Linked DNA regions of Sus scrofa: region 2 is linked to region 1. The links are chromatin contacts, called in public HiChIP or PLAC-seq maps. All regions are on one chromosome and are shown on one strand. The core of a region is the stretch at or near the end of the contact, and the rest is flanking DNA. Distances in the headings are between cores, read along the strand shown.

Evidence for each region. HiChIP or PLAC-seq counts read pairs in DNA pulled down with a chosen protein or histone mark.
Region 2: an H3K27ac HiChIP or PLAC-seq map of alveolar macrophages shows a contact between it and region 1. The contact joins two enhancer-like sites. A contact is called at or near these places in 1 of 47 Hi-C or Micro-C datasets (embryonic fibroblasts) and 1 of 2 datasets of contacts at active chromatin or transcription factors (alveolar macrophages).

What each region holds. Positions count from the first base shown.
Region 1 is chr15:55,563,343-55,569,404 of Sscrofa11.1, forward strand. All of the region lies in intron 11 of TNKS (tankyrase-1), which reads right to left. Among named protein-coding and RNA genes, the nearest start is that of DUSP4, 75 kb to the left of the region's middle. Within about 2 kb of position 3,704, at least 9 of the 83 cell types and tissues checked have an H3K27ac peak or open chromatin away from gene starts, as enhancers often do. A contact at or near this core is called in alveolar macrophages, where this site is marked.
Region 2 is chr15:56,095,788-56,101,849 of Sscrofa11.1, forward strand. It overlaps ERI1 (3'-5' exoribonuclease 1), which reads right to left. Exons shown (of 7, transcript XM_021075032.1): 7 at 1-4,138. The coding sequence ends at 3,896. Among named protein-coding and RNA genes, the nearest start is that of ERI1, 25 kb to the right of the region's middle. Within about 2 kb of position 3,909, at least 5 of the 83 cell types and tissues checked have an H3K27ac peak or open chromatin away from gene starts, as enhancers often do. A contact at or near this core is called in alveolar macrophages, where this site is marked.

The DNA of each region.
Region 1 (6,062 bases), core at 2,454-4,953:
ATGCTATATTTAATACATTATACTTCAACTGTGGTAATTAAATTGTTAGAACTGGCTCAGGATACATATTCAGATGTGTGAGGAGAATAACAAATGTCTGGCAGTTTTAAAGACAAACATATTCGTTTTGTTTTGTTTTTTTTTTTGGTATCTTGAGATTAACAGCTGAGGTATGTATCTTTATTTTTATTTTAATAGTTAAGAATGATTTTCCAAAAAGGATAACTGGATAAAATGATATAAAATCACAATGGTATTTGGCCTGAAATGTACAGGACATAAAATTATGATTCAAAAATGCCAAAACACTTCTGGAAACCGACAAGCAGATTACAGGGAAGTGGCTAAGGAGACTCTTTCAAAATTCTAATCAGTGTGAACAGCCAAGTCTCAAAAGTTTAAGACTGAGTTTCACTCTCTCCTAAACTGAAGCCATCATTGTCCACATAACCCATTTGGTAATTAATCATGAATTGTTCTGTGACGTTTCTGTAGTCAGGCATGTGAACTCATGTTATATTTTACTTCAACTGTGAACATGTGTATATCCCAAACTAAGTTGAATATCAAGTCATCTGAGAGTCGAAAACAGTCTCTATACTACGTTAGCTAGAATGAAAAAGCATTTTTCCCCCAAATCAGGAAACTTTGAAAGTAAAAGTGTCCTGAGAGTTAAAAATGATAAAGAAAAATCAACGGGCATCAATAAATATAATGGAGGGACAAAAGACATGAATCTGAAACAGGTCTATGTCCTGGCAGACAGAGACTATAACCTAGGGAACAGGTGGCAAGCATACTATAACTTTTTTAGCTTGGAGTTAAGAAACATCTCATTATCATCCCTTTTTACAAAAATCTTAATAAGCTAATTTTGTTGAATATTGCTAAATGGTTATGCCAACTATTATACATATACCTTGAGTCTACATTTCTGTAATTGTTTTTTTAAGAGAAAGTAGTTTCCTAGGAAGTTATCTATTTTCCTAAAGCAAGATTATGTTCATGCCATTTGCCTATTCAAAAATTTCCTATGAGAACAGAACCAAAGCTCTCCAATGAGACCCTTTTTTGTACTCACTGGACTGACTAATCACAACTTCTGACTAACAAGCAAACTCTTTTGCCTTCCTGACTATTTGAAATATATTCTTTGTATTTTATCTATTTAAAAATATCTAATTCTTGGGCCTGCCTAGCTGAAATTCTGTTTTCTTCATAAAATTTCTCTAATCTCTCCCCCAGCCTGGCACCACCAATGGAAGAAACTGTTCTTTCCTCTGAATAGCAATCTACCTGTCCTTCTCTTAGACTACTTTTCCAATTTGTAAAACAGACATTCAAGTGGACTGTATTAGACAAAATTATTTTAGATTTTAAGACCTTTTAGAGAAGAATCCTAATAAATTCAAACTTCATATATACTCCACAAGAGTAAGTTCAATGCCTTATACAGTGAGTGTCTGAAAATGGCTGGTAAATGGATGTCCTGTTAGAATGACAAATCAGTACATTCTGGTAATAAAAAGTTAAATGCCAGTGTTGATAGAACTGTTTAATATTGAAAATAACTGGTTCACTTTATCTGTAATAAAAGCATAATTTAATTTGACTCTAAAGTTTTCACAGATATATTTATAGGCCATTGTAATCCATGGTGAGATATACATAGTTAAAAGCACCTCCTCTGAGGAATAAAAGAGACAAAATGATCACAAATTTAATTCCTAGCTGGAATTCTTTTTTTTTTTTGCTATTTCTTGGGTCGCTCCTGCGGCATCTGGAGGTTCCCAGGCTAGGGGTCTAATCAGAGCCATAGCCACCAGCCTACGCCAGAGCCTCAGCAACGCAGGACCCGAGCCGCGTCTGCAACCTACACCACAGCTCACGGCAACACCGGATCCTTAACCCACTGAGCAAGGGCAGGGACTGAACCTGCAACCTCATGGTTCCTAGTCGGATTTGTTAACCACTGCGCCACGACGGGAACTCCCCTAGCTGGAATTCTGCTATGGTAATTAATATTTCACTTTAATATGTTTTTAATCCTTTAATGTGTTATGAACCCACCACAGAGTATAGAATTTGTCTAAGAAGTTAAATTTTAATGTAATTTGAGCGACATGAAACTAGATTAATGTTTACTAGCCAAACTTGAGTATATTACTATTTGTAAACCTTCAACATTCATGTGGAATTTTAAAAGGAACAATCAAGTTCTCTGAAAAGAGGTCTATATTACATTATAATGGTATATCTTTCTTTGCTTTATTAAAGGGGTGCTGCTCACCTAGCCCACATGCCTTAACTGTCAGAGAAATAACTCACTGAACATAACTGATTAGTCTGGAGGGGCCAGGCCCAGGGCTGTGCTGAACAGACTGAAGTCTTATTCCTGCTCTCCCTTTCTCATCCCTGAGGCTTGGGAGAGATGGCAGCTGCACATGGTATATTTCTAAGCCAAAGACTTACCAAGCAGGGGCTGCCATAGAGAAGTAAAACAGAAAAATACAGTATAAAAAGAAGAATGAAGCAGATGAACAAAGACTGGCAGAGAAAAGAAAGCTATGCAATCTCAGAAGAGAAAGAGACAGATGAAGAAAGAAAATGTGAGCCAAGGTGACTACCGGTTTCCAAATTCCTGAACTTCAGCTCTAATTCCTACAGATTATTTCTTTGGGATTAAGCATATGTTTTCCCACAGAAGTAATCAGCATACTTTTATATAACTAAGTTTAAAACAAATTTCCACTTGTGCCTAATGAAGATTCAGTAGATGTAACTAAACAGTAACTAAAATGTCTCTGAGACACTGGCCCCTCTGGACCTCATTTTGATATGATCAAACCTTGGATATTAAATGAACTATAAAAGCTACTTTGGATCTATATCTTTAAAAGCCACTTTAACACCTTTGGGCTAACAGAATCTGCTTATCAAGCCACCTCTAGAAGAGCATTAATAAAATCCTTTTAATAAGCTAACACATTTCTCCAAAGTGAGCAAAGATTCTTGATCACTCCCAATGTGAGAAATAAGCCCATTAAATGCCAATTACTATTGACACAATTTCTTCTTCCATACAGTATAAATAAATCTGTCAAATTAAGACATATGAACATCAAGAAAATTTCTTCATGTTCCACACATTTAACAGATGTTCACTAATGACAAAACAGCAGTGTTTTCATGTATGAAAATAAAAGCACCTCTGAATTAAACCTTTTGTTTCTAGGTATTAATAATACTATATGTAATTAGTATTAGGGCTTAAGTTCTATTTAATAATGGTAGCAGACAAGGCAGTGGTAACAGAATGCAGAATGCCAAGGGAGACTAACAATAAAAAAGGATAAAATCTTCATGTCTCTCCCATTTAGGCTTTACATTATCTTGCAAAGCAGGGAGTTGGTAGAGATTGTTTTTCATAACCATCCTTTCCTTACTCTAGTCATCTGTTTTTTACCCTTTTGCTGAATATTGCCTGCTTGCCTCTCTGGATTCATATCCATCCTCCACCCTGCTCTGTGTCCTAGGAAAGTCACTTGTATGTATCACATCAATGGACTCTCGTCTTTAACTTTTTGTTGTACTTGGCCAGTGTGAAGTGATGACAAGAGGACTGCTGGGAAGGAGAAGAGTGAGGAGTAATAGATTGGACACACCCTTTTTATCAAAGGCTCCAAACGCTGTCAGGTGGCCTTCTCCATACAGCTTCCCCGTTCCTTGGCCCATCATGCCCAGGGATGATGATAGCTCCCCATTAGCTGCTGGTATTACCTCATCCGTTGCTGATTTCCTTAAACCTTGCTTACACTTTTGTACATAATTCCTTTATGAAATAAACCTTCCTCAAATCACCCACTCTGAGTGTGCTGTTTACTGCCAAGATCTTAACTAATAAAATTCTCTATATCTGTATATTTGGAATCCCTCCTTCAAAAGCTCCCAAAGCCCTTATGTGAAAATTGCAAAATTAAACGGATTGTCTCCCTTGATGTCTCTCTGTGGCACTAATCACCCATTCCTTCTTCATACTCCCATTGCACTCAATGGACATTGTGAAAGGCCTTTCAGTTTCCTTTTCCCACTAACTGTTCCAAAAACAGGAGTAATCCTCAAAGGTTCTTTTCTTAACTCTCCTCTCTCCATATTCTCTACCAGGAACCTTCCTCGCTGCCACAATGTATGATCACTATGTCAATGGCTTCCCAACAGACCTTTCTAATCCTAAACTCTCTTTCATACTCAAGTGCCATACTTCCAACAGCCAGTTTTATCCAAATGTCACTCTTTCATGTCAGCTACAAGTATAACATCATTACTAAGTCATAGGAAACCAGTATTTCTTTCTAGCTTTCTCACTTCCTTAACTGTACCACCATTTTCTAAGTCCATTCTAACACCCAGTTCATTTCCAAGGAATATAATTATTTTCTCATAAATGGCTTTCGTCTTTCTCTTCCTATTTCATTACTGCCACTAAATTGGTTCAGGATTAGCTTTGGGTTAATAACTGCATTAACTTCTAAATTGGTATTTCCCATAGTATTCAGCAAACAATCTTTATTATTTTACCTCTCAATGCTGAGTCAGTGAATTAAAATAAACTATAAAGGTCATACAACTAGAAAGTGGAGGATTCTAAACTGAAAAGTATACCTATCCATGTTATATACACAATACGCTTAATTTAACATAACAATGAACATGAACTATGTACTTATCAACAAACTTTACACAAAAGAATGTTTTGGCTTATATAAATACTACTAAGTTCTAACCATCTAAGTAAGACAAATTAGCTAATGGTATCAGATCTCCCTACCAAATTCTCTGCCTTTTCTAATTTAACAGTCTTAGCTTGAGAACTAGATTCATCACGAGGAGGGGAAAGATAGCAGAATGGTGGAAGCAGAGTAAGAGGGCTGAATCCTAACTCAAGGGTGGTGCTTCTTGTTCAAAAGGTGCTTTTAGAATCAAACGGAAACGAGGAGTCATTCAAAAATGAAACTGAAACCATTAAGTTCCCCAGAAAGAACACTAGGCAAGCAACCACTAGGCCCCAACAGGTGCTAAGTTGGATTTGTACAGCAAGATTTTATTAATGCATTTGTCAGTCACCAGATAAACCAACCCTGGGGGAGAGCGGTCTGCCTTGGAACCAGGGAATGAGTGAATGGGAAGATGGAAATTGGAAACTGGGATTGGTATTGGCATCTGATTAAATACATTTTTTTCCCATTTTAAATTACCTAATCGCGGGAGTTCTCAATTTGAATGTAGTGAAAGGACTAGGGAAGATATAGTAGTTCAAAAGTCATTCTAGTCTATGGCCATACCACCCTGAACACACCTGATCGCATCTAAAAGTCATTCTATTCACTGGCAGGGTGTTTAAAATTATACATGCCCCATTGATGAACTGCGACGTTACTGATGAGAATGTACTGTGAACAGGAAGGGCAGAAAAAGATTTAGAACCAAAGAGCTAGAGTAATGCTGACTAGGACAGGTTATATAAAATAATGTTATTTTTCATTGAACCTTCATGAAATAAAATGACTCATGGGAGACAACAAATGGATACTTTCCCAAAATGAAGGGCATTATTCATGGTTGTTCAAGAACATTATAAATGCCATAAGATATTTAAAAAAAATAGGTCAACGATAAACATATGATGCTCTTAAGTGTAGCAGAGAGCCCACTTAGCTTATTATTTCTTGCTTGACAGAGCAACTAGACATTATTTATATAACAATGCAGTAGCTGTACCCTCAAAATATGTAATAAATCTGTAGAACTCTGTTCCTTTTATTCCAGCTCATCCTGATTGTTTAATTAAAATCATCAATTGTCCTTTCAAAGTAAGGATATCCAAATTTTTGGATCCTGCACCTTAGGAGTAAAAAAATGCTTTGAAAACCCTCTCAATGTACATTATGCTCATTTGTAAATTATAACCAAGCAGTGTTAAACTAATATATAATCAATATAGATAAAAGTTATACATAAGAAATTACAAGGGTTGGGAAAGAGATGAAACAAATACTTAAACA
Region 2 (6,062 bases), core at 2,659-5,158, 530 kb after region 1:
AGGCCGGCGGCTACAGCTCTGATTAGATCCCTAGCCTGGGAACCTCCATATGCCACAGAAGTGGCCCTAGAAAAGGCAAAAAGACAAAAAAAAAAGAACATTAAAAATTCATGGGAACAGGTCAAAGTAGCAACATTCACAGAAATTTGTAAGAAGTTTATTCCAACTCCCAAAGATAACTTTGAAGGGTTCAAGACTTCAGTGGAGGAAGTAACTGCAGACGTAGTGGAAATAGCAAGAAAACTAGAATCAGAAATGGAGCCTAAAGATGTGAATGAATTGCTGAAACCTCATGATGAAAACCAATGGATGAGAAGCTGCTTTGTACAGATGAGCAAAGAAAGTGGTTTCTTGAGACAGAATCTACTCCTGTTGAAAATGCCATGAAGATTGTTGAAATGACAATAAGGATTTAGAGTATTACAATTAGCTGATAAAGCAGTGACAGGGTTTGAGAGGACTGATTCCAGTTTTGAAAGGTAGATAAAATGCTACCAAACAGGACTGCATGCTATGGCGAAATTGTGAAAACAGGAGTCAATCAATGTGGCAAACTTTCATTGCTGTCTTAAGAAACTGTCACAGCCACTTTAACCTTCACCAACTACCACCCTGATCAGTCAGCAGCCATCAACATCAAGGAAGGATCCTCCACTAGCAAAAAAAATTACAACTCACTGAAGGCTCAGATGACGTTAGAATTTTTTAGCTTTAATAAAAGTTTTTTTTAGGGCTGCACCCATGGCATATGGAGGTTCCCAGGCTAGGGGCTGAATCAGAGCTGCAGCTGCCAGCCTACACCACAACCACAGCAATGCCAGATCCTTAACCTACTAAGCAAGTCCCAGGAATCGAACCTGTGTCCTCATGGATACTAGTCAGATTCATTTCCACTGAGCCATGACGGGAACTCCAATGAAAGTATTTTTTAATTAAGGTATGTACATTTTTTAGACATAATGCTACTGCACACTAAACTACAGTATAATGTTAATACACCAAAAAATTCATGTGACTCACTTTATCATAATCACTTTATTGTAGTGGTCTGGAACCAAACCTACAACATCTCTGAGGTATAACTGTACATATTCTTCTCAAGCACACAAGGAACATTCTTAGGATAGATCATATGTGAGGTCACAAAATAAATCACAACAAATTTAAGACAACAGAAACCACATCAATTATCTTTTCTAACTGCAATCATATAAAACTAGAAATCGATAAAAGGAAAGGAAGAAAGTTCATAAATATGTGGAAATTACACAACACACTTCTGAGCTAACTAATGGGTCAAAGGAGAAGTCAAAAATGAACTCTCAAAAGAGTACTTTTATACCCTGAAACAAACAAAAATGGTACACACACACACACACACACAGAGGAATTTATTTAGCCATAAAAAAATGAAGGATATCCTACCATTTGTGACAATGTGGATGAACCTGGAGGTGTAAATGAAATAAGCCAGATGAAGAAAACAAATACTGTATGGTATCACTTACATGTGGAATCTAGAGGAAAAAGAAAAAAAAAGCAATTTCACAGAAACAATAGAACATCTGTTGCCAAAGGGTGGGGATGGTAGAAATGGGGCAATGTAGGTCAAAGGATACACATTTTCAGTTTTACAATGAATAATCTCTGAGAATGTAATGTACAGTATTGTGACTATAGTTAATTTGGTACTGTATACCTGAAAGCTGCCGAGAGTAGACCTCAAGCATTCTGACCATCAAACAAAAACAAACAAACAAAAAAAAAAAAGAAGCAGCTAACTACATGAGGTGATGTGTTAATTATCTTGACCTTGGTACCATTCCACGATATCTATCAAATTATCACATTTATACTTAAATATATACATATCTGCTAATTATTCCTCAGTAAAGTTTAAAAAAATTAGTACAGTAAAGCATCACAAGACATTTGGTTGAGCCAAGAGGATAATGAACGCTTATAATGTTGAAGATCTTAAAAAGACATATAAAACGAGCTTGTTGGTACTTGGCAACAAGAAAAATAGGCAAAAAGATTAGCAGCTTAACTTAAAAACAAAGGAAGAGGGCAATGTAATATTCCCATTTGTAAAATTGTAATATTGCAATTTTTTGCTATTGTGAGTAGCTCTGGAAGCTGCAGCATGAATTTGAATTCTATGGTAAGAAAGCTATGTGGAAAAATCCCCCAAGGAGTGTGAGTGGATCCACACCTTGGTAATGATTTGTTGTTCTCTACTACTTGGCCCTGGCACAGTAACTCAGAATTTAAAGGACCTGCTTTAAAATGTCAAGTAATACTTTATGGTATATCGTACTATGCTATTAGAGAGTCACAAAAATCTTCAGCCTATATCCACTTCACCCCTAGAGTTTATTGTGTAAACCTAAAACATCTAGATTTCCTGGTTTTACTATAATCTGTATCTAAGTTTGTCTAAGGGCATTGTATATTCTTGTACCTTCTGTTATCCACTTGTTATTCATTATGATGCTGATTCTACAACTGTTGCTTAACAGCAGAAATTCACTCTTTCAAGCAAAAAGCCTATAGCACTGTGTGGAGAATTCTCATACCAAGAAAAATGCCTACTTTTATCCTATGCATCTGTGTTGGAAGACCGTATACAATTCATTTGATTATAATGCATAAACCATTAAAAAAAACTAGCATCACAAATTTGGGGGGAGGGGAGGTTAAGGAGAAAAAGATAGCTTTATTGCTTTGCCAGGCAAAAGGGGCCACAGCAGGTTAATATCTTAAAGACTGTGCCCCACATCACAATTATTATTAGAAAGTAAATGATAAGAAACAATGCCAATGAAATTGTTCCAAGAAAGCTACAGGGGGAAATCTAGTTCCAAAGATATGCATTTTTAGCTTCTAGGTAAGGAGAATTTTACTTTCTAAATTCCATAAACAACTTTTGTTCTCAGAATTAGTTAAGAATTAACTATTCAACATTTTGTGGTCACTCACTATGTAAAATCAATTTATAATAATAAAATATAAGATATAGTTTAAAAAAAAACATTGACTTTATTAGCCTCACTCTTAATGTTCATTACAAATACAAAAATTAAGTCTAACTCGAAACGTGGTCTCTTAGATTTAAGAATTAGGACAGATATATGACCTAAGAGGAAGGGGAACAACAATAAAATAAAAAACCCCACTAATCCAAAAACCCCCAATGATTTATTTATACATTATAAAGTTTAAGCTGTAGCCTTTACATTTCCTTAGATGGTATTTTCTTTTGACTTTCTATTAACCTCATGAGTACCTGCATTTCTAATGAGATCCTATAATCTATCACAGGTCTTTCAATTATGAAAAAAAAAACCCACAGGCAGATATGTGTACCAAGTACTTTATGAAATTCACCACTCGCAGCTGACCTTCACAAAGAAACTCCAAAAACCAAAAAGACTATGATACTCTTAAAAACCAAAGGCTATATAGGGCCTATCTTTCCCATCTTTTCTGTATTTTAAGAAATAATCTGATCTAATGCTGTTAATGTAGAAATACATTTTACATATTTTAACATCAATAAGAAATGACATTCAAGGGGAGAGCCAACATTTTAAAACCAAAAAGAACACATCTTGGACACCTTAAATTACAAATTCAGTTCTAAGCAGGAACTGCTACTGTGTAACAAATACTGCTCATATCAAAAGTGCTGATGACAAAAAATTCAATATGCCCTCCCCACAGAACTGTTCACATATATATGCATCTATCTATAACTGAAATAAGATTTTAAATGTTTAAGGTGCTTAAGTTTTGCACTGCAGGACTAATTCAATAAGTATTCATCTGCTACCTCTTTGGTAGCAGCTCCAGTTAGAGTGAATGATCCACGGGCAAAAGAGCAAAAGTGCTGTTATTTTCTGGAATGGGGCATTTGTGGAGCTGGGGTGCCCTCTATTGGTAGCGAAGAGGACACACTCATTAGCTGTCCTGCATGCATTTTCTCATTAACCCGGAGTTCACACCCATCCTGAAGCATTCGAACAGCTATTCGGGCAATGTTCTTAGAGTCATCAAGACCACTGTGAGGTCGCCCATCATAATCCATTCCGAGTTTTTCAAGCATTATTGTTAGCTTGGTTTGGCTTCTAGGAACCTGAAAAATAAACAAACAGCTTAGAAAATAATTCGATACTATTCTGCATGTCACTGTGAAGTGGAAAAAGAAGTTGCAAATTAATAGTAATAGCTAAATAAAGTTAGGCAAAGGACAAACACTCTGGGTTAAATGAAGCAAATAAAGAGCAAACCTTCAGAGCTTTTTTTTTTTTTTTTTTTTTTTTGTCTTTTGTCTTTTTTGTTGTTGTTGTTGTTGTTGCTATTTCTCAGAGCTTTTTAAAAATACATTAGAATTTTACCAAAAAAAAAAAAAAAAAAAAAGGAGTTCCCATCGTGGCGCAGTGGTTAACAAACCCGACTAGGAACCATGAGGTTGCAGGTTCGATCCCTAGCCTCGCTCAGTGGGTTAAGGAACCGGCGATGCCATGAGCCGTGGTGTAGGTCGCAGACATGGCTTGGATCTGGCGTTGCTGTGGCTGTGGCATAGGCTGGCAGCTACAGCTCCGATTAGACCCCTAGCCTGGGAACCTCCATATGCTGCGGGAAGCAGCCCTAGAAAAGACAAAAAAAAAAAAAAAGAATTTTAGATAAAAATACACAACACAGATGGAATCCTTAAGACATCTAAAAAGTCTACAGTTTTGTAATTTAATGAATAATTTATGAAAAGAAATGATTGTTCTGAACATCTACCATTTTAACCCAAACTAATTCTTTTGAATGGCATTTTTCCATAATGTATTATTTTACTTGACTGACTCCTTAGATACAGTGAAAGAATATCTGGCTTTTCTAGATGACTAAAGGTAATAAAGGTCCAGAATGAAAGAGAACATATGCTATTTTAGACCTATTTAAATACTTGCTCCATTTTGATAAATATAAAAATCTCAGACACTCCCCAAATTCCAACATGTCCTCCACTTTTGAGAACCACTACTTTGTCTTCTGTATATCCCTACCAGGAAGAAAATTTGATAAGTTTGACATGATGTGGTTGTATATAGCTGGCTTTGTCACCTATGCATCTTAGAGCCACTGTAAAATGACAGTAATAGTTATACTGTTTACTCACTGGGCTACTGGGAGAATCACAGAGCAAATGACATAAAAGCACCAAGATAAACATCAACGATTATCCTAAGCTGCAATACTGCCAATGCATCCTGAGCCTTCCACTAAACATCATCCAGAAAATGCACTTCTAAAAGTACCTTTTCTAACACACTGAATAACTTGAAATGGACTATTCCTAGAAACACACAACCTATCCTATGAATAGAAGAAATCCAAATGACTAATAATCATAGGGAAAAGACCTCAATTTCATGCATAATTAGACAAATGCAAATTAGAACCTCAATGAGATGGCAATATACATACATCTACAAACATTTCAAATGTATGGTAATACCAGATGCTGACAAAAACATGGAGCAATTGTAAACTCATAGACACTTCTTGTGAGAGTATAAATTGGTACAACCACTTTGGAAAACTACTTTTGCATTATCATGTAATGTCAATGTGGTACATATCCTGTAACTCAACAATTCAGCTCCTAAGTTTGTTTATTTATTTTTGTCCTTTGTCTTTTTAGGGCCTCACCTGCAGCACATGGAGGTTCCCAGGCTAGAGGTCTAATCGGACATGTAGCTGCTGGCCTATGCCACAGCCACAGCAATACCAGATCCGAGCCTCATCCGCAACGTACACCACAGCTCATGGCAACACAGGATCCTTAACCCACTGATCGAGGCCAGGGATAGAACCCGCATGGTTCCTAGTTGGATTCGTTTCCACTGCCCTATGACAGGAGCTCCTCAGCTCCTAAGTTTATACTCTGGAGAAATGGGTGCACAATGAACCAGAAGATATGAACAAGAATGTTTATAGCACCACTGTTCACAAAAGCCCCAAAATGTGAAAACCATCAAATGGTCAGCCAAAGTAGAAGAAAT